Linked DNA regions of Mus musculus: regions 1, 2, 4, 5, 6 and 7 are each linked to region 3. Evidence: chromatin contacts called from public HiChIP or PLAC-seq and promoter capture Hi-C data. All regions are on one chromosome and are shown on one strand. Each heading gives the region's core, a stretch centred on a gene start, on an enhancer-like site or on the middle of the called end of the contact. The rest is flanking DNA. Distances are from core to core; before and after follow the strand shown.

Evidence for each region. Promoter capture Hi-C pulls out the DNA fragments that hold promoters and counts their contacts. HiChIP or PLAC-seq counts read pairs in DNA pulled down with a chosen protein or histone mark. Capture Hi-C pulls out chosen DNA fragments and counts their contacts.
Region 1: a promoter capture Hi-C map of adipose tissue shows a contact between it and region 3, with 3 times the contacts expected there. The contact joins the promoter of Glyctk here to the promoter of Dnajc13 in region 3. A contact is called at or near these places in 5 of 39 promoter capture datasets (the C10 cell line, embryonic stem cells, hippocampal neurons and 2 more), 2 of 484 Hi-C or Micro-C datasets (embryonic stem cells and uterus), 8 of 115 datasets of contacts at active chromatin or transcription factors (the 230-238 cell line, VIP interneurons, embryonic forebrain and 3 more) and 3 of 9 other capture datasets (adipose tissue, liver and pancreatic islet).
Region 2: a promoter capture Hi-C map of pre-B cells shows a contact between it and region 3. The contact joins the promoter of Twf2 here to the promoter of Dnajc13 in region 3. A contact is called at or near these places in 9 of 39 promoter capture datasets (the 3T3-L1 cell line, the C10 cell line, cranial neural crest and 5 more), 4 of 115 datasets of contacts at active chromatin or transcription factors (astrocytes, embryonic forebrain, embryonic hindbrain and 1 more) and 1 of 9 other capture datasets (liver).
Region 4: a contact with region 3 is called in a promoter capture Hi-C map of hippocampal neurons, with 5 times the contacts expected there. The contact joins the promoter of Col6a6 here to the promoter of Dnajc13 in region 3. A contact is called at or near these places in 1 of 39 promoter capture datasets (hippocampal neurons) and 1 of 115 datasets of contacts at active chromatin or transcription factors (embryonic stem cells).
Region 5: a contact with region 3 is called in an H3K4me3 HiChIP or PLAC-seq map of embryonic forebrain, with 12 times the contacts expected there. The contact joins the enhancer-like site here to the promoter of Dnajc13 in region 3. A contact is called at or near these places in 4 of 39 promoter capture datasets (the 3T3-L1 cell line, embryonic stem cells, hippocampal neurons and 1 more), 2 of 484 Hi-C or Micro-C datasets (both in the G1E-ER4 cell line) and 2 of 115 datasets of contacts at active chromatin or transcription factors (embryonic forebrain and embryonic hindbrain).
Region 6: a contact with region 3 is called in a promoter capture Hi-C map of pre-B cells, with 4 times the contacts expected there. The contact joins the promoter of Tlr9 here to the promoter of Dnajc13 in region 3. A contact is called at or near these places in 2 of 39 promoter capture datasets (hippocampal neurons and pre-B cells).
Region 7: a contact with region 3 is called in a promoter capture Hi-C map of embryonic stem cells, with 9 times the contacts expected there. The contact joins the promoter of Col6a5 here to the promoter of Dnajc13 in region 3. A contact is called at or near these places in 3 of 39 promoter capture datasets (the 3T3-L1 cell line, embryonic stem cells and hippocampal neurons).

Annotation. Positions count from the first base shown.
Region 1 is chr9:106,156,797-106,159,496 of GRCm38.p6, reverse strand. Glyctk (glycerate kinase) reads left to right here and starts at 1,359. Exons shown (of 4, transcript NM_174846.4): 1 at 1,359-2,008; 2 at 2,201-2,352. The coding sequence starts at 1,632. D030055H07Rik (a long non-coding RNA gene) reads right to left here. Exons shown (of 7, transcript XR_003948237.1): 6 at 2,263-2,504.
Region 2 is chr9:106,201,730-106,204,429 of GRCm38.p6, reverse strand. Twf2 (twinfilin actin binding protein 2) reads right to left here and starts at 1,322. Exons shown (of 9, transcript NM_011876.3): 1 at 1,146-1,322. The coding sequence starts at 1,170.
Region 3 is chr9:104,261,602-104,264,301 of GRCm38.p6, reverse strand. Dnajc13 (DnaJ heat shock protein family (Hsp40) member C13) reads left to right here and starts at 1,372. Exons shown (of 56, transcript NM_001163026.1): 1 at 1,372-1,603.
Region 4 is chr9:105,826,738-105,829,437 of GRCm38.p6, reverse strand. It overlaps Col6a6 (collagen, type VI, alpha 6), which reads left to right and starts at 1,353. Exons shown (of 37, transcript NM_001102607.1): 1 at 1,353-1,535.
Region 5 is chr9:106,114,703-106,117,402 of GRCm38.p6, reverse strand. No RefSeq gene overlaps it. Among named protein-coding and RNA genes, the nearest start is that of Gm51688, 19 kb to the left of the region's middle. Within about 2 kb of position 1,407, at least 20 of the 459 cell types and tissues checked have an H3K27ac peak or open chromatin away from gene starts, as enhancers often do. A contact at or near this core is called in embryonic forebrain, where this site is marked.
Region 6 is chr9:106,221,267-106,223,966 of GRCm38.p6, reverse strand. Tlr9 (toll-like receptor 9) reads right to left here and starts at 1,369. Exons shown (of 2, transcript NM_031178.2): 1 at 1,261-1,369; 2 at 1-452. The coding sequence starts at 1,263.
Region 7 is chr9:105,959,273-105,961,972 of GRCm38.p6, reverse strand. Col6a5 (collagen, type VI, alpha 5) reads left to right here and starts at 1,330. Exons shown (of 41, transcript NM_001167923.1): 1 at 1,330-1,427.

The sequences.
Region 1 (2,700 bases), core at 110-2,609, 1.9 Mb before region 3:
AGCCCGGGGAATCCCATACATGAAAACTGAACATGTTTGCAGGCGTCCCGCGGCAGTGCCCTGTGTATTCCTTTTTACAAACAGTAGTTTCTGGGAAAGCTAGCTGGGAACTACAAGGCTAAATGGCGGAGGTTTGGCAGGCGCTACGTTGTTTAGGAGTGGGATAAACTGTTACCTGGAGTTTTCTCTGTCAGCTTGTACAGAGAATCAGAAAGCCCTAGGTGTCAGGAAAATACGAGCGTCAGTCTCCCAAGCACTATGGAGAACTGGATGACTTTATGCATGCTAGGGAAGGTCTCTCCCACAGGACTACACTTTCAAGTTCCCTTGAAAAGTGAGAGTTAGGCTTCATTGTGTCCCACATCTTGCAAATGAGCTCAGTGTGAGAAAAGATATACTAATACACGCTTTAAAAAAAGCTAGAACCCCATCCCTAGACTCCGCCCTCTTCCACCCATGCTTACGGATACAGTTGTCTTTCTACCTTTTTAGGGGCTTGAATGTAGCTCAGTGGTAGAGCGCATGCTCGCTCGTTACATGGACAGCCCGGGCACAGTCTTCAGTACCCTCCTGTCCCTAAACTTAGATATCTTTTTGCAGCTGAGTCTTTTATTGTTCCTGTATAGTTACGCTGTAGCTTCCCGACCTTTACCCCAAGACCTTTCTGTCCTTCACTCTGCCCAGTGGAGAAAATGATTGTTTGGGCTTCATTACTGGAACCCGGCCTTTGCCTGCTCTAGCACTGGGCTGTTTTTGTTGTGAAGGGTGTAACTCAGGACTTGTTTTTTGCTATCATGGAGCCAGAAAGGGATGTTCCTGGCAAGGCTGATCATGACCAGCTGTATGGGGACAAGGGTGTCTGGTCTTGTCCTATAGATTGAGCCCCATAGCACATGTCCTTTTGCTTATAACCTGGGGACTTGCTGAAGGTCTGACCTTGAGTGAGATTTGTGGTTACTCTTGATTCGTGCCTGGACCACTTGCTGAACTAGCCTGAGTCCTGAGCTTCCTTAGGCTGTGTGCACTGGTAAATCTGCAGCCTTTCCACATGGACCCAGCTTTGCCAGACTGGTTGTATGAGCTAACAGAGCAGGCTAGAGGTCAATGGACTCCGGGTCAGTTGGCTAGACAACCAATAGCCTTTTTTTTTTTTTTTCTTGGCAGTAGAAGTGGTAAAGGAACGTCTAAGGCATAAATGCCAGAAAGGGGGCACTGCCGTGGTGTGAGGGCTTTGGAAGTACAGGATGTGGAAGAAGAATGGCCCAGGGGCCTGCTGGTAGGAACGGCGTCCTTCATGAATGATTAACTTCTAGGCAAAGGAGGTGACCTAGGAGGAAGGTCCACTTAACAGGAACTTTGGACTTGGAGCAGAGTGTCCAGAAGACTGGTGTGTGGTCTACAGAAGAGGACGTGGCTGGGCATCAGGGCTGGGCTTTCAGGGCTGGTGTAAGATCAGGTTTGCTGCAGGCTTCATGACTTCTCCAGGTTTCATTTCAGGTTATGGAGTCCGCCAGTCCTGAGCCCTCGGAGGGGTGGCCATGATGGATGGTGGGGTTCTGTCCGTGGCCTCACTCCTTCTCCTCCCTCTCTAGGCAGCTATGGACACGAGGCTGTGCTGAGAGAAGCGGGGCATGGCTGCGGCCCTACAGGTCTTGCCCTGTCTCCTCCGAGCCCCATCCCGTCCACTCCTCTGGGGGCCCCCAGTGGCCCGGATGACCAGTGGTATGGCTTTGGCAGAACAGGCACGGCAGCTGTTTGATAGTGCAGTGGGTGCTGTGCAGCCAGGCCCCATGCTGCAGAGGACACTGTCCCTGGATCCTAGTGGCAGACAGCTGAAGGTGCGGGACCGGACTTTCCAGCTGCGGGAAAACCTCTACCTAGTGGGCTTCGGCAAGGCCGTACTGGGCATGGCAGCTGCTGCCGAGGAGCTGCTGGCTCAGCATCTTGTGCAGGGTGTGATCAGCGTACCCAAGGGGATCCGAGCCGCTATGGAACATGCTGGAAAGAAGTAAGAGTCTATGGGCGCAGGGGGACGCCCTCTACTGTCCTTTGGAAGAACACCTCCCTTCCTCTTTGATCTCCCTATCTCCTGGGTCTGGCCTGGTTTCTAAATGGGTTATCAGTGGGCCGCTTTCACCTGTACAGCTGAGAAGTCAGGTCGGAGGAGAGGAGCCCACCCCCATCCCTTCTCCCTTCTCAGAGAGATGCTGCTGAAGCCACACAGCCGCATCCAGGTGTTCGAGGGCGCCGAGGACAACTTACCGGATCGGGATGCACTCCGGGCCGCGCTGACCATCCAGCAGCTGGCAGAGGGGCTCACTGCAGATGACCTGCTGCTGGTGCTCATCTCAGGTGTGGGACCAGCCGACAGGGGTGCCCCGAGTACCATATGGTCACAGGGTGAAGTCAGGACCATGGCAGACAGTGAGGAACCTGGAGGGTACCTAGTGAGTGGTGTCAGGTTGGTCACCTCTCCTCAGCTGGAAGTTCACCCTGTTGAACATCTGTAATGGTGAAGGCACAGCTGGGTACTAACACTGACACACATCAGAACCTTTGGAAGACATTGCTGTCTGCAGCGGTGTCATTCGTGCTCCTGAAGCTGAGTTTCCAGACCCCATGGATCTCTCTTCTTGCTTATTTGCTGTTTTTTCTTGCTCTTTCTTAGTTAAATTTAAAAACAAAAATTTTTGGGGGGTA
Region 2 (2,700 bases), core at 73-2,572, 1.9 Mb before region 3:
CCGCAGGCAGGGATTCCGGCAGTCAGGCTGGTCGATGGTGGTAGCCCTGGTCAGGGAATCATGATGTGGTGGTAGGAGTGGCTGATGGCCAAACCAACAAGCTGTCTGGGCAAGCAGCCTGGCCTTCCCTACTGGCCAGGGAAGCAGCCCTTCCAGGCCCATAACAAATGGGGACAAAATACCTGGCTCCCAGCTATTGCTTCTTTCTTAAGTCTCTCCAAGGAGGAAACTGGGGCCCTGGAGGGGGGCTATGGGTGTCACGCCCTGGGCTGTAGAAGCTTCCTGTAGATGAGGGTGGAGGCAGGAGCTCCCCTATAAAGTCTGAATCCTGACCCGTTCCCCTGCTTCCAGCTTGAAGTTGGGACTTTGCAGGCCTGGCTGGAGCAGCGATAGAGAGATCACAATGGAAAAGGGAAGAAGTCAGAGGCCAAGGTCAGATGTGCAGTTCTCCCCATTCTACTTAAGAAGGAGGGCTCCATTCCAGCTTCTGTCCAACCTAGTCTGCAAGAGTCTAGGGGTCCTGAAAGGAGAAAAGGTCAGGCTACCCTCTCCACACATACACATAAGCCCATGTCAGTCATAAGACACCCATGCAAACACCCATGCTAACACACACATACTGAGATGTGCCTGAACTGTGCACACATGCAGATACCCACAGTTTCTGTGCGTGCAGCCAGGAAACACTGATGTCTGAGATGGAACCTAGAGTGTCCAAAACCAGCCACTAGTGCATGCACACGAAGAAGCCTGGACAGGCATAACCAAGTCTCATCCAGATGTGCACATACTGGACTGTATACAGAGAACATGTGTACACCCATGTACACTTTTCCAGATGTGCACATCCGGGTACACCCCACCTCCAGAAAAGAACAAAAATACCCAGACCAGTATACACAGGCACATCCGCCCCCAGTTGGGTACACAAGATACTTCCACCCTCGCTGTGTGCATCCATGTGCACCCACTCCCAGCTATGTACAACAGTCTGTTCTGCCCCAAGACGTGTCCATCCCAGGGACTCGCGGTTGCAAAAGAGAACAGGAAGCTTCCCAGGAGGGTACAAGGAAGAGAAGGATGAAGGGACCTAGCGCGGAGAACCAGCGCGGCGGAGCCCCTGTCCGCCCTCCATCCGCCCTCACCGTGGATGCCGGTCTGGTGCGCCATGGCTCAGCTTTCGGCTCGCCCGTGCCGTCGGAGTTCTCCTCTTGGTCCTGGCCCGGCTCGACTCGGCTCGCCTGGACCCAGAGCTCCGGAGGATGTGGCGACGGCACCGAGCCTCGCGCAGCTTCCCGGGCGGTGCCGCAGGACCCGCCCCCAGCGCGCCCCGCCCCCGGAGGGCGAGGCCGGCAGAGGCGGGCATTGGTGCCGCGCGTGCGCGCAGCGGGCGCCGGGGTCCGGATGGCCCAGTGCCCGGCCGCTACCACCTTCATGGCCAAGAAGGGGCCCCAAGGGATTGTGTGGGTGGTCCCTTGTAGGCCAGGATCCTGGAGGTCTGTGGGCGGATCCGCACTTGGGCGTGGGAGGGGCTGTGAGCTTGCCGCGGAGGAGGTTTGAGAGTGAGGGCCGATCCAGGCGTACCCGTTTGTGATGGTGAGGTGATCTCAGTGTAGGTGGGCACGCGCTCGTGTGTGGTCGTGAGTGTGAGTGTGTGTGTGTGTATGTGTGTGTGTGTGTGTGTGTGTGTGTGTGTGTGTGTGTGTGTGTGTGTGTGTGTGTGTGTGTGTGTACTGATTTCCTACCAGTCATCAGGTGCACGGTGTCTGGAGCCCAACGCTGAGAAAGTGAATGGCCATAGGAGGAAATGAATTTTGGAAGGAATACGGTAGGAGAGACCGAGGTGACCTAACAAGGCTGAGGAAAGTTTTCCAAAAAGACGGTGCATGTGCTAAGTGTGACCCAGTGGTGGAAGGACTGGAAGTCAACCTGAGGAACTTCCCAATTCCTAATGACCTTGCCTCTATTCCCAGCAGCCTTTCCTACTGCTCTTACAGACTAACGGCCGAATAGCAGCTAGTACTCTTTAACCTCAGAAACATCTCTCCACCCTGGACCTTGTTATTAAAAAATAGATAAACGGGACTGGACAGATGGCTCAGTGGTCAAGAGCATTAGCTGCTTTTGCATAGGACTCAAGTTTGGTTCCCAGCACCCACATGACACAACTGTTCCTTCTTCTGGCCTCCTGGGATTAGACACGGACATTGTGCACATAGATACATGCGGGCCAAACACCCAGACACACACCAAAATTTTTTTTTTACTGAAATAAATAAAAACTTTAAAAAATAGATAACTTAATGAGAGATGGCTCAGTCAGTAAAGTGCTGAGTTAGCATATAATTTCAGATTCCCGGCAACAGAATGAAGACACTTGGCTTTCCCCTTGGACTGTGCAGGGAGGCTGGGGACCTTGGGAGAGGGAGTTTGAGGAGACAGGCCAATACCTATTGGGGCTTATTTGCTTATTAGTCAGCCAACCCAGCCAAATGGAGAGAGAGAGAGAGAGAGAGAGAGAGAGAGAGAGAGAGAGAGAGAGAGAGAGAGAGAGAGAGAGAGAGAGAGAGAAAGCGCAATAGAGGCTGACTGGCTGGCATCCACCTCTGGTTTCCACATTGTACTCTAACATACACAGTGTATGTATATACTACACACACACACCCCAAATCTGTGAGAGAACTCAAGTTCAAATGGCAT
Region 3 (2,700 bases), core at 123-2,622:
GAAATAGGACCGCCCACACCTAGTTCTGGCAATACTCTAAGGGTCTGTAACATATACAAAGCCACGTAAGCACATGCTTTTATTACCCTGGGATAGGCCAAGGGCATCTTGTTTTGTTTTTCATTGTTGTTTTTTCCCCTTTCCACTCTACTTCAGGTCTCATCTTTCCAAGCAAGCCATTTCTGGCTGCTCACAGGCACTTTTATTTCACTGGGACAGTGTGGGAAAGCCTTCCTAAGGAAAAATCTAGTCGTCTCCAGTAACACAAATGGGTCAGTCGGCCAAAAAGTCAAGTCTGTAGAAACCATTTTACATGTTTTTCATCCCAAAACCTCCATCTATGAAACGATTCAACCACAGACGGGGTCCCTGAGAAATTCCAGTTCCAGGGTTGCTACACAATAATAATATTAGGCTCACCAGAGCATTTAAACCTAGAACTGTGTGTCCATACAAGTTTTTTTCCCCCCACAGAATCACGTTTTAGAGGGTAGTCTGCCCCTCTCACATCTTAGATGAGACACCGTCTGTTGCTCAGAGCTCTGACACAATTGTCATCTGTAACTTTGTTTCATTCTGATACTGTCACTCTCCTGAGTTCCCCTCTTCATATAGTTTCAGTGAGTTCCTATCCAGAGAGCAGTTCTTGAGTCAACTTACTTGAGCTCAAATACTAAGTCTACTACTGTGGAACTACACATCAATTTATTATCTGAAAATAGAGGATAATCCCTATCTCAGACGGCTGCAAGTTAATTGACCTTAAGTAGTTGGCCAATTAAATCCTGGCTCTGGGATCAGAGGTCCAGGAAGGCAGCAGTGTTAACTGTCCCAACACTTCACCCGCAAAGGCCTTTGACCTCTGAGGCTTCGGTCTCCATTATCTCCCTGAACACTCAAAACTTAAATCCGCGTTCAGGGTGTGTCAGTAGCGAGTAAAAGTTATGCCCACGATGCAGCTAAACCAGAGATGCGCACTGAGGCTTTCGACGGCTTCGTGGATGCGCCAGGACACTGAAGACTAGGGCTAGGTAACAGAGCTGCTCCTTTGCAGAGTTACAGTAGCCAATGCCAGCGTCTGGCTGAGAGGCGTGTCTCCAGGGATTCAGGGGGCGTGGCCTCTCGGACCGCTCCAGGGGGCGTGGCGCCTCGCCTTCTGCTTGGGCCAAGGCTCTCTTTCGCTAAGCGCACGCGTACTTCCCGAGAGGCGGAACGGCGGGCGGCGCGCACGCGGCGCTTCCCGGAAGACGGCGAATGGGCCACCGAGGGAGGGAGCACAGTGCTCCCGAGGGCGGGGCGCGAGGCGGAAGCGCCGAGGTCAGCTGACAGGGTCTCGTGACGGCCGGGGCGGCGGCCACGCACGCGCGTTAGGGTTCAGCGCTCGCAAGCCTGGTGGAAGATGGCGGCGTCCAGGGCGAGCCTCTGAGAGGCAGAGGGAGGAGCGGAGGGGTGGGGGCCGCGGCGCAGGAACCCGCGGCGACAGGCCCCGGCGGGGAAAAGGAAAGCGAGAGGGGACGGGGCCGGCGGCGCCTCCATCCTACTCAAGACGTGGAGCCGGCGGCGGGCGGAGCTCGGGCTGGAGCGCCTCCAGCCTCCTGCGAAGGTAAAGCCGCCTCCGGCTCTGGGTTTCTGCGATGCCGCTTCCCACCTTCGGGGACCCGGGGGCTCCGGGCAGGGACCCCAGAGCGGGCGGCGTTAAGCTGCTGTGTGTGGCTCGAACCTGCTGAAGCCGCGATCCTCCGTCCAGGGATCCCTGCGCTCGGACCCTCCCCTCCCCCGGCTCTGAGTGACATTTGCCCGGGGCACTGCCCGGCAGCCCCACCCCTCTCTCTGCCTGGCCGTCTTTTCTCCCATCACTATCCCTGTCCCCCACTTCTCTCGGCAACTCTCCCCGACTCAACTCCACACCTCCTTCCCCTGTGGGCTCCGCCCTCGGGATTCCCTCCTGGATGCCGGCGCCTCCGGTTTTCTTAGGTTAGCGGTCCTGCTTCCTTCCTCTGGGGTCCCGCGTAGACTCGATTTTTTTTTTTTTTTCTTTCTTTTTTCCTCGTCTCAGTTTTGTTTCGATTTGATGGGAAAGGAGGGGCAGCTGCTGTTCTCTTCCTCAAGTCCTTTATCAAACACCAAGTTTTCCCCCCAAGGCTTTTCCTTCTTGTAAAGTAGCCTGGCCTGTTCACTGTTGCCCGTGCTGGGCTGTGATTTCACCTCTGAACGCGGCTTTTGGTGTAGGTGAAGCAGCACTTTGGACGCCCAATGAAGTGGGTGTTGAGAGTACACCTGCGTGCCCCCGCCCCCCAAAAAACCCCTATTGTAAGATGCTAAATTAGCCACTCTTACCTTGAAACCGTTTCCCTAATCACTTGGTGGAAGGATGATGTAAATAAAAATCGCCCCCTAACACAGAGATGAACTCCCAAAGTAGTGATTTTTTACTTCCACGATCTGCTTTTCCCGTTTATTCTATAGTTTAGTTTTTTTTTTTGTTGTTGTTGTTTCTAGTGCCTCATTGTTTAACTTAATTTAGCTTACAGCATAAAAGCCCCTTTAATTTTCATATATAGTATAAACCAATGTTTAAGTTGCAATATCGCAAATGGTGGCTCTGGCTGTTAATACCACATTACGTTCAGGGACGGGACCGCCAGTCCTAGTTGAGAAAACACTGAGTTCACATTTGTTTGGAAACAGGAAGTACAAACA
Region 4 (2,700 bases), core at 104-2,603, 1.6 Mb before region 3:
AATTCTCAGCAACCACATGGTGGTTCACACTGGTGTGTCTGAAGACAGCTATAGTGTACTCACAGACATAAAATATAATAAATAATTCTTTATAAAAGAGTGTAGTGGATTAAGGCATTTGCTGGTTCCATTTCCTGGGACTCAAGGTAGAAGAGAATCAACTCCATAAAGCTGTGCTCAGCCTCTCTCTCTCTCTCTCTCTCTCTCTCTCTCTCTCTCTCTCTCTCTCTCTCTCTCTCTCTCTCTCTCTCTCCCCCATCCCCCTACACACACACACACACACACACACAGAGAGACATGCACACATAATATATAAGTATAACTTTAAGGGAAGAAAGAAAGGAAGGAAGGAAGGAAGGAAGGAAGGAAGGAAGGAAGGAAGGAAGGAAGGAAGAGAAAAAGAAAAAAAAAGTAAGGTGTGGCCAAAGTTGCAGCTGGTGGATAGTCTGGCTTAAGTCATTCTCTGTGGCAAACCACTTCTATCTTGAACTTGTCCTCCGTGAAGCTGACACTGTGTTGCCAAATGGAACAGGTGGAACCTATACCAGAATTAGGCTGTGGGTTTCATCCCTGTTCGCCCACACACAAACTTACCTCCTCTTCATACCTTCCCTGCCCCAAGATGACCACACAGCAAGTTCCGAGAAGCAGAGTTCCGGTTCTCCCAAAGGGGACTCATGGCCCCCTTTGTCCTTCCTTGCGTTCGTTCGTGTGTTTGGGACTCTCAGATTCTAGCTTAATCTTTAGAATTTATTTGAGAATTAAGCGTTTCTACAGATCTCCAAAACTTGAGCTAGAATTGCCTTTTCTGAGTTTCCTACCCAGCAAATACCTTTCACCTTCTGTCTCCAAGTGTGTCTCTGCATTGACAGTGAGCAGATGTTGCAATTTCAATGGTTTTGTGGCCTGGGCACCTACTCAAGGTGCACAGCAGGTGGTCAGATATCTGTGCTACACTGCACAAGGCTGGATGAATGAAAAGAAAGCGAATAGAGTGACTAGCTTTAGGACAGGGAGAAGGGAGAAGTCTCTACCATTCGAAACCTCTTAGACTACCTCACTGCACCCCATTCCTCTCCTGAGCGGTTAGTACTAGAAGTAGAGAGATTGCTTTGGTGCGCTCCAGCGCAGAGAGTGAAGGCAAGCTCCAAGCACGCCCCAAAGTCCCCACCCTCCACTTTCCCCCAGGGTCTGCAGTCCAGGAGTTTGGGGGCGGTCCACGTTGCAGAGAAACAGGCGGGATAGTGCCAGCCTCCAAAATCCGCCCCCCTTCCCTCTTCTGTCACCTTCCCAAGGCTTGAGCAGCACGCGGAGCCCTGGGGGCCACCAGGGCGTGGAGAGCAGCATTCATCTGCGGAGCCTGGGGCGTGGGAGCTGCAGCCCGCGGGACCCCAGAGGCCAGAGGCTTCCTTGCCGCGCAGAGTCACATCCAGGCTCCCCTGCTCTCCAGCTGCTAAGCTATCCTGTGCTGGGGACTGTGCGCTCTGGGTGTACACTCCTCAAATCCACCCAGGCTGGGTAGAAGTTTCCCTGAGGTAAGTTCAGCAGCCAATGTCCGCTGGGAAAGAAACAGAACAGAGTTAATAAATGGTCAGTGAGGGGAGGCAGTGGATCAGCCAGTTGAGAGAGGCTACGAGAAGGACCAAGGTGAAGAAAAACTGCATTTAAAGGTCTTGACAGTGCCTCTTTGGAGGTTTTCATCCACCCCAGACAGAGTGAGCTGAATTCTATGGGCTCTGTTAGTTGTTTCTCCTTCTCCTTTTCCTCATTCTCTTTCTCCTCCTCCTCCTCCTCCTCCTCCTCCTCCTCCTCCTCCTCCTCCTCCTTCTCCTTTTCTGCCTTCTTCATCAGGGTGTTGAAGAATCAGCAGTATGAGCTAGTCATTCCCTGATTTGGGTTGGGAGTTCCCCCACCACATACTCGGGGTTCTCCTGGAATGAGAGGTGCCTTGCTCAATACTTTGTTCCCACATCCAGCATGGGGCCTGGAGCGTGGCAGGCACACAGAGCCACTTAACCAGGCAAAGCCGTTGCAAGCCTGCAGGTACACAGCATCTATGTTTCCCTGCCCAGTGTCACACTAAACTATTAAAGGTAACGTCAGGGTTTTGTTGGTGGTGCAGGGCATGAGGGAGGCAGGCAAAGCGTGTCTTTTCAAAAATCAATTCCCAGTGACATTCTACTATGAGTGGAGCCCAGACTGCCTGGCTCGTAACCAACCTTGGACGTAATTTCAACCAGAGGCCAGAAGAGGAAGGGAAAACCCTGGAACTAGGAAGTAATGGTTCGTTTCTTTGTGGCCTCTTGTGATAGGATTTCTTGTGGATCCTTTTTAGAAATTATCAGTATGGAGATGTTTGAAGAGGACTTTTGTGAATGCCAGGGAGTCAACAGGGAGAACCGGGGATCATTGAGAAATTGGGGTGTTGCTGATTACCTAAGACTCAAGACAGAACACTAGAAAGCTGTTCTTAAGGGTTTGGTTTTTCCTTTCTGCTATAGACTCCAATAGTCACAGTGCCAATTTAATTTTTAAAGATTTATTTATTTTTAAAGTGTGTCTGTGTGTGTGTAAGGGGAATGTGTGCGTGCCAGTACCTGAGGACTGCTTCAGATCTCCTGCAGCCAGGGTGACAAGTGGCTGTGCGCTGCTCAATGCAGGTGCTGGGGAAACAACTTAGTCCAGGGAGAGCTTAGTACA
Region 5 (2,700 bases), core at 158-2,657, 1.9 Mb before region 3:
AGCTGGGAGGGAGTGTGTGTGTGTGTGTTTTTAATATTTTAGTTTAAAAAGCAGGGGTGAATTTCAGTTGCAAAGTGTGTGGATGTGTGTGCTCTCCCTCCTGAGTGAGTATAGTAACCCCTTCCTTCCAGAGTGGAACTTAACAGACTCAGGGAGCGGTACCCCAGCTAGAAGCCCATCCACCCGTCCATCCTCAGTCCAATTAAAAGAGCCAAGTTAGTAGAGAAAAGCAGAAAAAAGAGGAAGACAGACAGAGGTTCAGTGTCCATGTCCTATCTATCTCTGGGGTCCTGACATGAGGGCAGGGCTTAAATGTAAAGCAAGAAAGATGTGTAACTAAGTTGTGCAGCCAAGGTGTGGTCCCTGTCCATCACTGCCTCAGCCCAAAGTCTCTCCAGCAAGATCATCTGATGAGTTGTAGATCTTTCTCCTGGAGACAAGTTCCTCTGCTGGGAACCCCAGATATTGTTCTTCCCAGTCAGAGATCCCTGGGGAAATGACTTTCTTGGGATCCATTCTTTCAGTGGTGTGATAACCAAAGAGCAGAGCACAAGAGGTTAAGACAAAACCGCTTCTGCACATCATTTCTGCTGGTCCAGCTTAGCCCCTGTGTGTTGCCCTCCTCTGGATGTGACCGAACATCTTTTGTGACTGCTAGGTAGAATGTATGAACAGACTGTAGTTTCACCAACCGAAGGCTAAGACTGCTGCCAGACACCATGGTCAGCAGCAGAGTGTCTCCCATGTTGTAACCGGCCCTGAACTTCTGGATTAGTAATAGCGTTTGTTCTCAGGTCTTTCAACTGTCTAACAACTTTGCCAAGAGCAGAGATGAGGACAAACTGAGGTAAGATTCAATTCTTCCCTCCCTCCCTCCCTCCCTCCCTTCCTTCCCCTCCCTCCCTCCTTGCCTCCTTCTCTCCCTCCCTCCCTCCCTCCCTCCCTCCCTCCCTCCCTCCCTCCCTCCTTTCCTCCTCCTCTCCCTCCCTCCTCTCCCTCCCTCCCTCCCTTGTTCTCTCTCTCTCTCTCTCTCTCTCTCTCTCTCAGCCTCTTTTTCTTCCTCTCCCTCTCTGCCCCCCTTTTCTTTAGAAACATAAGAGACACAAGCACGCAGTCTCTACTTCCTCTGTGGAAGCTTTGTCCACAGTTTCTCCGACACACATCCCAGTGAGAGGCAGGGTCTATGCCCCTTCCCTGAGGATCTGAGGATGTTGTCTCCGTGGCTTCTCCGTGCCTCCGTGGATAGTCGTGGCCAGGTGTGATGCTGCCACGTGATTTCTGAAGGTTCATCTGTTTCTTTTCAGAATGTCACTATGAAAGACGTTTCCAGCCAGGCTAAGACCGTCCCCTCCCCCTCCCAACTTTGATTTGCTCGTTAATGCCATGCTCCTCCTCCAATTTTACCTTGTCAATCAGAGGCCTCCCTTCTGAGCCCGGTCCCCTCACCCTCTGCTGCTTTCCTGTCAGTAATTACTGCCTGACAGGGCTGAGTTTGCCTTTGCTCCTCCCGCTCTGGAATGGAAGTGTAGCTAATGATTCTTTTGAAATTGTAAATTGGCAATTTACAGTTGTATAAATTGTTGGGGCTCCAAGCGAGGGGAGGATGTATGGATAAAGTGAGCTAAGCTGGTTACATTGGACACCGCAGAAACTCTTTGTTCTGAGAACATTTGGGTCATTCCACAGTTTTGAAATGTATCTCTCTCTCCTCTCAACTGTTATTCAGTATGAGGCCTGGAAGAACTAAAAACAATAATCCCCTGGCCTGAGATCTGTGCCTTTTGACATCACCTCCAGGTTCCCCTCACTCTCCAGCCTCGGTAACCACCTCGCTACTCTCTGCTTCTTTGAGTTTGAATGCTTCAGACTCCTTGTCTAAGTGTCATTGTCTGGTTTATTTCAGTTAGCAAAATGTCTCCAGTCCCATACAAGTCATTTCAAATGCCAGAGTTATTTACTTGTCCTGCCTCTTCCTGCTCCCTCTGCCCCCTCCTCCTGCCCCTCCTGCCTCCTCTTCTTGCCCCTTCCTGCCCTCTCCTCCTGTCCCCTTCTGCTCCTTCTTCCTGCCCCCTTCTGCTCACTCCCCTTCCTTCTCTTTTCCCCTCCTCTCCTGCTCCATGACTCTCCCTCCTCCTCCTCTCTCCTCCTCCCCTCTCTTCTCACTTCACTCTCACCTCCTCCTGTAAAAATCTTAACATCTACTTATGCACGCGCACATGTGTGTGTGTCTGTGTGTGTGTATGGTGAGGAGCTCAGGGCACAGATTTAAAAAAAATTATTTATTATATGTAAGTATGCTGTAGCTGTCTTCAGACACTCCAGAAAAGAGCATCAGATCTCGTTCTGGGTGGTTGTGAGCCACCATGTGGTTGCTGGGATTTGAACTCAGGACCTTTGGAAGAGCAGTCGGTGCTCTTACCTGCTGAGCCATCTCACCAGCCCAGGCCACAGATTTTAAGAGTTCTACTTTTACAACTTGAGTCCTACGGATTGAACTCATCATGGCTTGGTGGCAATCACCTTTGCCAACCAAGTCAGCTTACCAGCTGTTTTCTTCTTAAAAACAATTTGTAAAATGTACTCATTTATTTAACACACACAAGTGTGTGTGACTGAGTGTGTACATGTGTACCACATGTGTGGAAGCTGCAGAGATAAGGAGTCTCCTGGAACTGTAGTTACCCAGGGTTGTGAGGCTTC
Region 6 (2,700 bases), core at 120-2,619, 2.0 Mb before region 3:
TGGCTCAGGCTCAGATTCACCAGGGAGCTGGGCAGTCGGGGCACAGTGGTGATACCATTATAGCTCAAGTTCAGCTCCTCCAGTGTACGCATAGCCAGGAAGGTTCTGGGCTCAATGGTCATGTGGCAAGAGAAGTGCAGGGGGCTAAGGCCAGTGGGTGGACAGTTCCACTTGAGGTTCAGCTGCCGCAGGTTGGACAGGTGGACGAAGTCAGAGTTGTGCAGGTGGTGGATACGGTTGGAGATCAAGGAGAGGCGGGTGATGTTGGAGCAGGATGCTGCCGCAGAGAAACGGGGTACAGACTTCAGGAACAGCCAATTGCAGTCCACCAGGCCATGAGGCTTCAGCTCACAGGGTAGGAAGGCAGGCAGGGTACCCAGGGCCAGAGTCTCAGCCAGCACTGCAGCCTGTACCAGGAGGGACAAGGGGTGCAGAGTCCTTCGACGGAGAACCTGTGAGAGCCAGGGCTAAATGAGCAAGTGTCTACTGTCATTGTACACTCTTCTACCCTCTCCTCCACACTGGGACTTTCTTCAGGGCTTCCAAGTCGTCTTCAAGTGTTTCCCCACTGCCCCAACAACCAGCCTCCTTCTAGCTACTCAGATCCACCATTTGGGTTTAGGCACAGCCGCTCAGAGCAAGGACACAGAACCAGGACTAGGCTGGAATCCAGGCCCCAGACTTGGAGCTTTTGCTCAGAACACAACCCGTAGCAGAGCCGAGACAGCCTCCAGCAGGCCTACTGGGGCTCTCCCACTTTCTCTTCCTCTCCTCTGGGGCCTCAGCTTTTTCCTCCTGACCACAGCAGCTGCCTGAGATCTGTACCTCCACCCCACCCCCCTGAAGCCTTGCTCCACTAGCCTCCTGGATTCTCCTTGACCAAAATGCAGGGAAGACTGAACCCTTACTGAGGTATAGGTTGGGTTCCATCTAGGCTTTGACGGCACTTGCTGGCTCTTGTTAGCCCCCATCTGACTCCCCAGTCTGACTTGAGAACCCTCAACCTGCCGAGAGGTCGAAGACTCGGAATGAGCAGTGGGTGGCAGGTCTGCAGGCCAAGTGCTACCATTAACCGAAGTCTGGGGCTTTAGCCTCCCCATCCACCCAGCAGGTTCAACTCTCTGCTCAGGGGATGGCTTTTGCTCCAATTCCCTTAGGGTTCCATGAGTGTCCCAAGGGCACAAAGTGGACAGTCCTTTCCATTGCTGTCCCTTCCCATGGTGCCCCTCCCCCCAGGGGGGCTAAGAACTGGGGTCCTACCATGTTGGGAGATGGAGGATTCTCCCGAGGCTCCCTCTGACAAACTGGGCGGCAGAGAATGATGTTCCACACCAGGGTCTCTCAGAGAATTGAGGAAGTGACACTTTCACTACAGCTTAGTAGCTACTTTGTCCCTACCCTGAAAGAGCAGGTGGTACAATGAGTCACACATCATTTGCATAGTCAGATGGCAGACAGATAACCCCCTCAACCCCTTCCTCTTTCCACTCTCCTCCCCACCCCACAATCAGCCAAAGGGTATCACATATGCCCCCCACCCCCCAAAGAGCTGTGGGAAGGAACCAAAACCCAGACTCCAGCCCAAGGTCAATGAGAAACCAGATTTTAATAGCACCAGAGCTAGGCAGAGCACTGACCCTCGTGAGGAGGGTGTCACCTCACTCTCATGCCTCAGTGCCTGTCTCATGGGTGCTCTCGGGACAGTGGCTCTCTCACCTACTCTATCCCCAGAACTCTATGGAGAGCATCTGTGAGCCAGAGGCTGGAGCCAACATCTGCTTTCCTACTACGGCAGCCTTCACATCTCTTCCAGCAATAGTATCTCCCACTCTGCATCTCCACTTCCCGAAACGCCCAGTCAGACTCCAGACCCCAGAGCACAGCAAGCTGCTGGAGCTTCTGAGGTAGGCTGCGGCTGGTCCAGCCAAGATTCTGGCTGATCTTGCTGTCATGTGACACTGTTCCTGGGGAGATGTGAGCAAGTGTGTACTCACCCAAGTGACAGACCAATGACAGACCAAAACCGAGGTACCACTGACGTCCAAGTTGGTTTACCAATGAATTTTATTGGAGTTACTGGTTGAAGTATGGATGAGGGGTTACTAAAAGGAGCAGAGATGACTCAAAGACAGCTGTATCACCAAAGCATAGGTCATGGATACTACAGAAGCTAGAAATGGAGAGCTCATGGCACAATGTATTGACAGCTCAACCTGGGGCATTGTGGGAAGTGGGGATGCAGAGTGGGAGACACTATCCCAGTTGGACAGTGAATTGTCCAGGCAAGACAGTTGGTCTGAGCCTTTTTCAGGCAGCTCAGCTGGTCTCTGCTTCTTTCAAGCTCCTCTGTGCACCTCCCTTTGTCTGAGCGTGCTTCTTAGCAGTCTCCACTGTCCATATAAGCTTAGGGAGGACCAATTGCATCTGGTCACTTTCAGGAACTTCCTGAAGCTTTTTTTCAGTTGTTTATATCCTGAGGTGTTTTTGTTTGTTTATTTGTTTCCTCAAGACTAAGTTTCTAGCCCTGGCTGTTCTGTAACTCATTCTGTAGCCTGCCTCTTGTCTCTTGCGTGCTGTGATCAAAGGTGTATGCCACACCACCCTATCTCCCTGGGGGATGGAATGGTTCACCGGTTGGAAGCACAGCCAGGAGGTCCTTGTGCCTACAGAGATCGCCAGAGGAACCAAGAACGTTAAGCA
Region 7 (2,700 bases), core at 81-2,580, 1.7 Mb before region 3:
ATACGGTGATTGTAAAACTTAAATCATAATTGTATCGCTTGTGTTGCAAATAAATCTCCCGTAATAATACTTCCTAGAGACTTTTCTGGCTCAGGTGGGCGTCTTTTCTTGCTTAAGTAACTCTGCTTGAGAAGGGGATCCCAGTGAGCAAATCTTTGCTCCCTGGGAACTCACAACAGCCCGAGCTTCCCTTTGGACCCGTGAGGGTGAGTTAGAAGTTGATTTTCCCCTCCAGCTCTGGCTTGCCAATATTCTTGCCCCCAGGTGTCACTCTGTGCTTGCTGTGTGGTCAACAACTGCTAAAGCCTGGACAGATCTGAGAGTCCTCTGGAGAGCAAGCTGTGACACTCACATTCAGGAACCCGGGACACCCTGCGCAGATCACTTGGAACTCTGTAGTGAGTGGGTTCAGAGCAGAAGGGATACATTCTTTGGGGACAAACCATTTTACTCGCACACAATAAATTTTTCTTATTAATGAAAAGCAAAACGGGTATTGGTTTACAGAATTTTGTGTTCTCTCTGTAAAAAAGGAAACGACACAAGAAAAAAAAAATCTTAGTCATCCGGTTTCCAATCTCATTTCCCTTCCCCACCTCATTCTTTGTGGGGACACACATGGAAACTTTCTAACATCAGAAGCAATGGCAATATTGGGGCAGGGGTGGGGGTGAGTGTTCTGGAGGTGTTTGCTCAGCAAGGGAGAGCCCTAGTCTCTCGGGATAGGCTTTAATCATTGCAAATATCTCCAGCAGGTGTCTGATATTGATGTGTGGTGAGGTGAAATCTCAAGCACCATACATGTCCAGGAAAGACAAACAAAAGCCCAATGTTAACACTAAGTAAGGATAGCCGTGCTTTCAGACCTGCTAAGCACACCTTTGCTCCTGCCACCCTTCGCCCCCTTCTCCTTACAGAAATCCCAGGATAAAACCTGCGGCTGCTCCGGAGGTTAGCTTTTTCTCTTTATCCTGCTCTCCGTAGGGCATGGCCCTCCTAGGAGATTTTCTCTGGTTTCCTTCTAACTAGCTGGGAGGAACTGCAGAGCACGGAGCCATAAAGTGACTCCTCAGCCCCAGTAGCCACAGTGACCTCTCAGCCAGCTGAGATGGTCGTGGATTTCTGAGAAACTCTGCCTTGCCAAGTTCATGCGGCTTCCCTAAGACCGGTACAGTGGGCCAAGCCAAAAGACAGCTGGAGGCCTCTGACCGCTGGAGTTGAAGTTTGCCAAGCTTTAGAGAGTCCCTGGGGGGAAGCCCGGCCAAGGGCGCAGGGCGGGAGTCAGCGCTGACTTAAAAGAGCTGCTGGTGCTTGGTCAGCACCTGCCCCGGAGCAGCAGGAACCCAGCAGCGAGGTGCATGCTCCAAGGGGACACAGGGCTGCACTGCGGGCTGCCCCAGGATCCTCGGGGACCCCAGGAAGTCTTGGTAAGTGTGGGGTGCAGGGCTCCCAGCCTGAGATTCAGGGTGTAAGGAGACTCTCTTCCTCTGCCGATTTTGCTTGGGTTCCAGAATCGAGGCTCGGAGAATATTGTCACTAGAGGAAACTGAGGTCCCTAGAGCAGCAGTTCTCAACCTGTGGATTGTGACCCTCCTCCCACCTCCGGGTGGTGTCCAATGACCCTTTCACAGGGGCCGCTTATCAGATATCCTGCATATCAGTTATTAAAAAAAATTACACTTATGAAGTAGCAAGGAAAATCGTTTTATGGTGGAGGGGGGCATCACAACATGAGGGACTGTATTAAAGGGTCTCAGTGTTAGGAAGGTTGAGAACCACTGCCCTAGAGGCTGACTCTTAGAATGGAAGAGGACCTCAATGCAGTGTGGTTTCCAGGTTTTTAGAAGCATCTTGGAAATGTTTGCTCGGTGGGAGTGCGGTTGGGGGCTCTCCAACCTAGACCCGCTGAATGTGTATCTGAGGGTCTGCGGACCAGGACGGTGTGTGCCGGACTGCTCTATCATTCAGTCAGCCTGTTGATGTCTAAGGCTCATGTAGAGAGCCCTCATAGAGAGCAGTGGGTGTACTGTGGGTGGATTCCACACTGATCTGATAAACTGTACCGTGGGAATTGGTGTCTGGCCTCAAACTCTGAACTGCCCTGTGAGATTTCCTCAAAGCAGCACCCAGAGCTTCTACAAACACTGCTAAGTTTCTAGTGTGTATGGAACTCCAGCGAAGATCCTGAGCCAGTTAGCTGCTCTCAGAATCTCCACTTTGAGGCCCGCTTCAGCTTCAGTGGTGGAAGCCTGTTAATTAGGTGCAGGGTTTCCTAGCCCACGTGGATGTTGGTTTTCAGGGCTCAGCTGCCCTTCAGAAGTTAATTTTCATTGTTGCTGATGTTGTCTATCTAGCCTGATTGGTTAGAAATTTTGGAAGAGATGTAGTTTATGAATTCTGAACAGAATCTCTAAGAAAAACCCACAGTTGCAAAATATACTATTTTTACGTATATACTTTGGTTTATAGTTTACAAGTAGAATAAATAGGTACACTATTAGTTCCTAATGTGTGTGTGTGTGTGTATGTCCACACGTGTCACTGGTGTGTACATTCAGAGGTCAGAGGACAAGTTGTGGGATTTAATTCTCTCTTTCCACTAAGTAGTCTCTGGGGATTGAACACATATCTTCAGACTTGGCAGCAAGCCATTTTACTAGCTGAGACCTCTTAGTGGTCCCTAGGGCATCCTGGAACTTC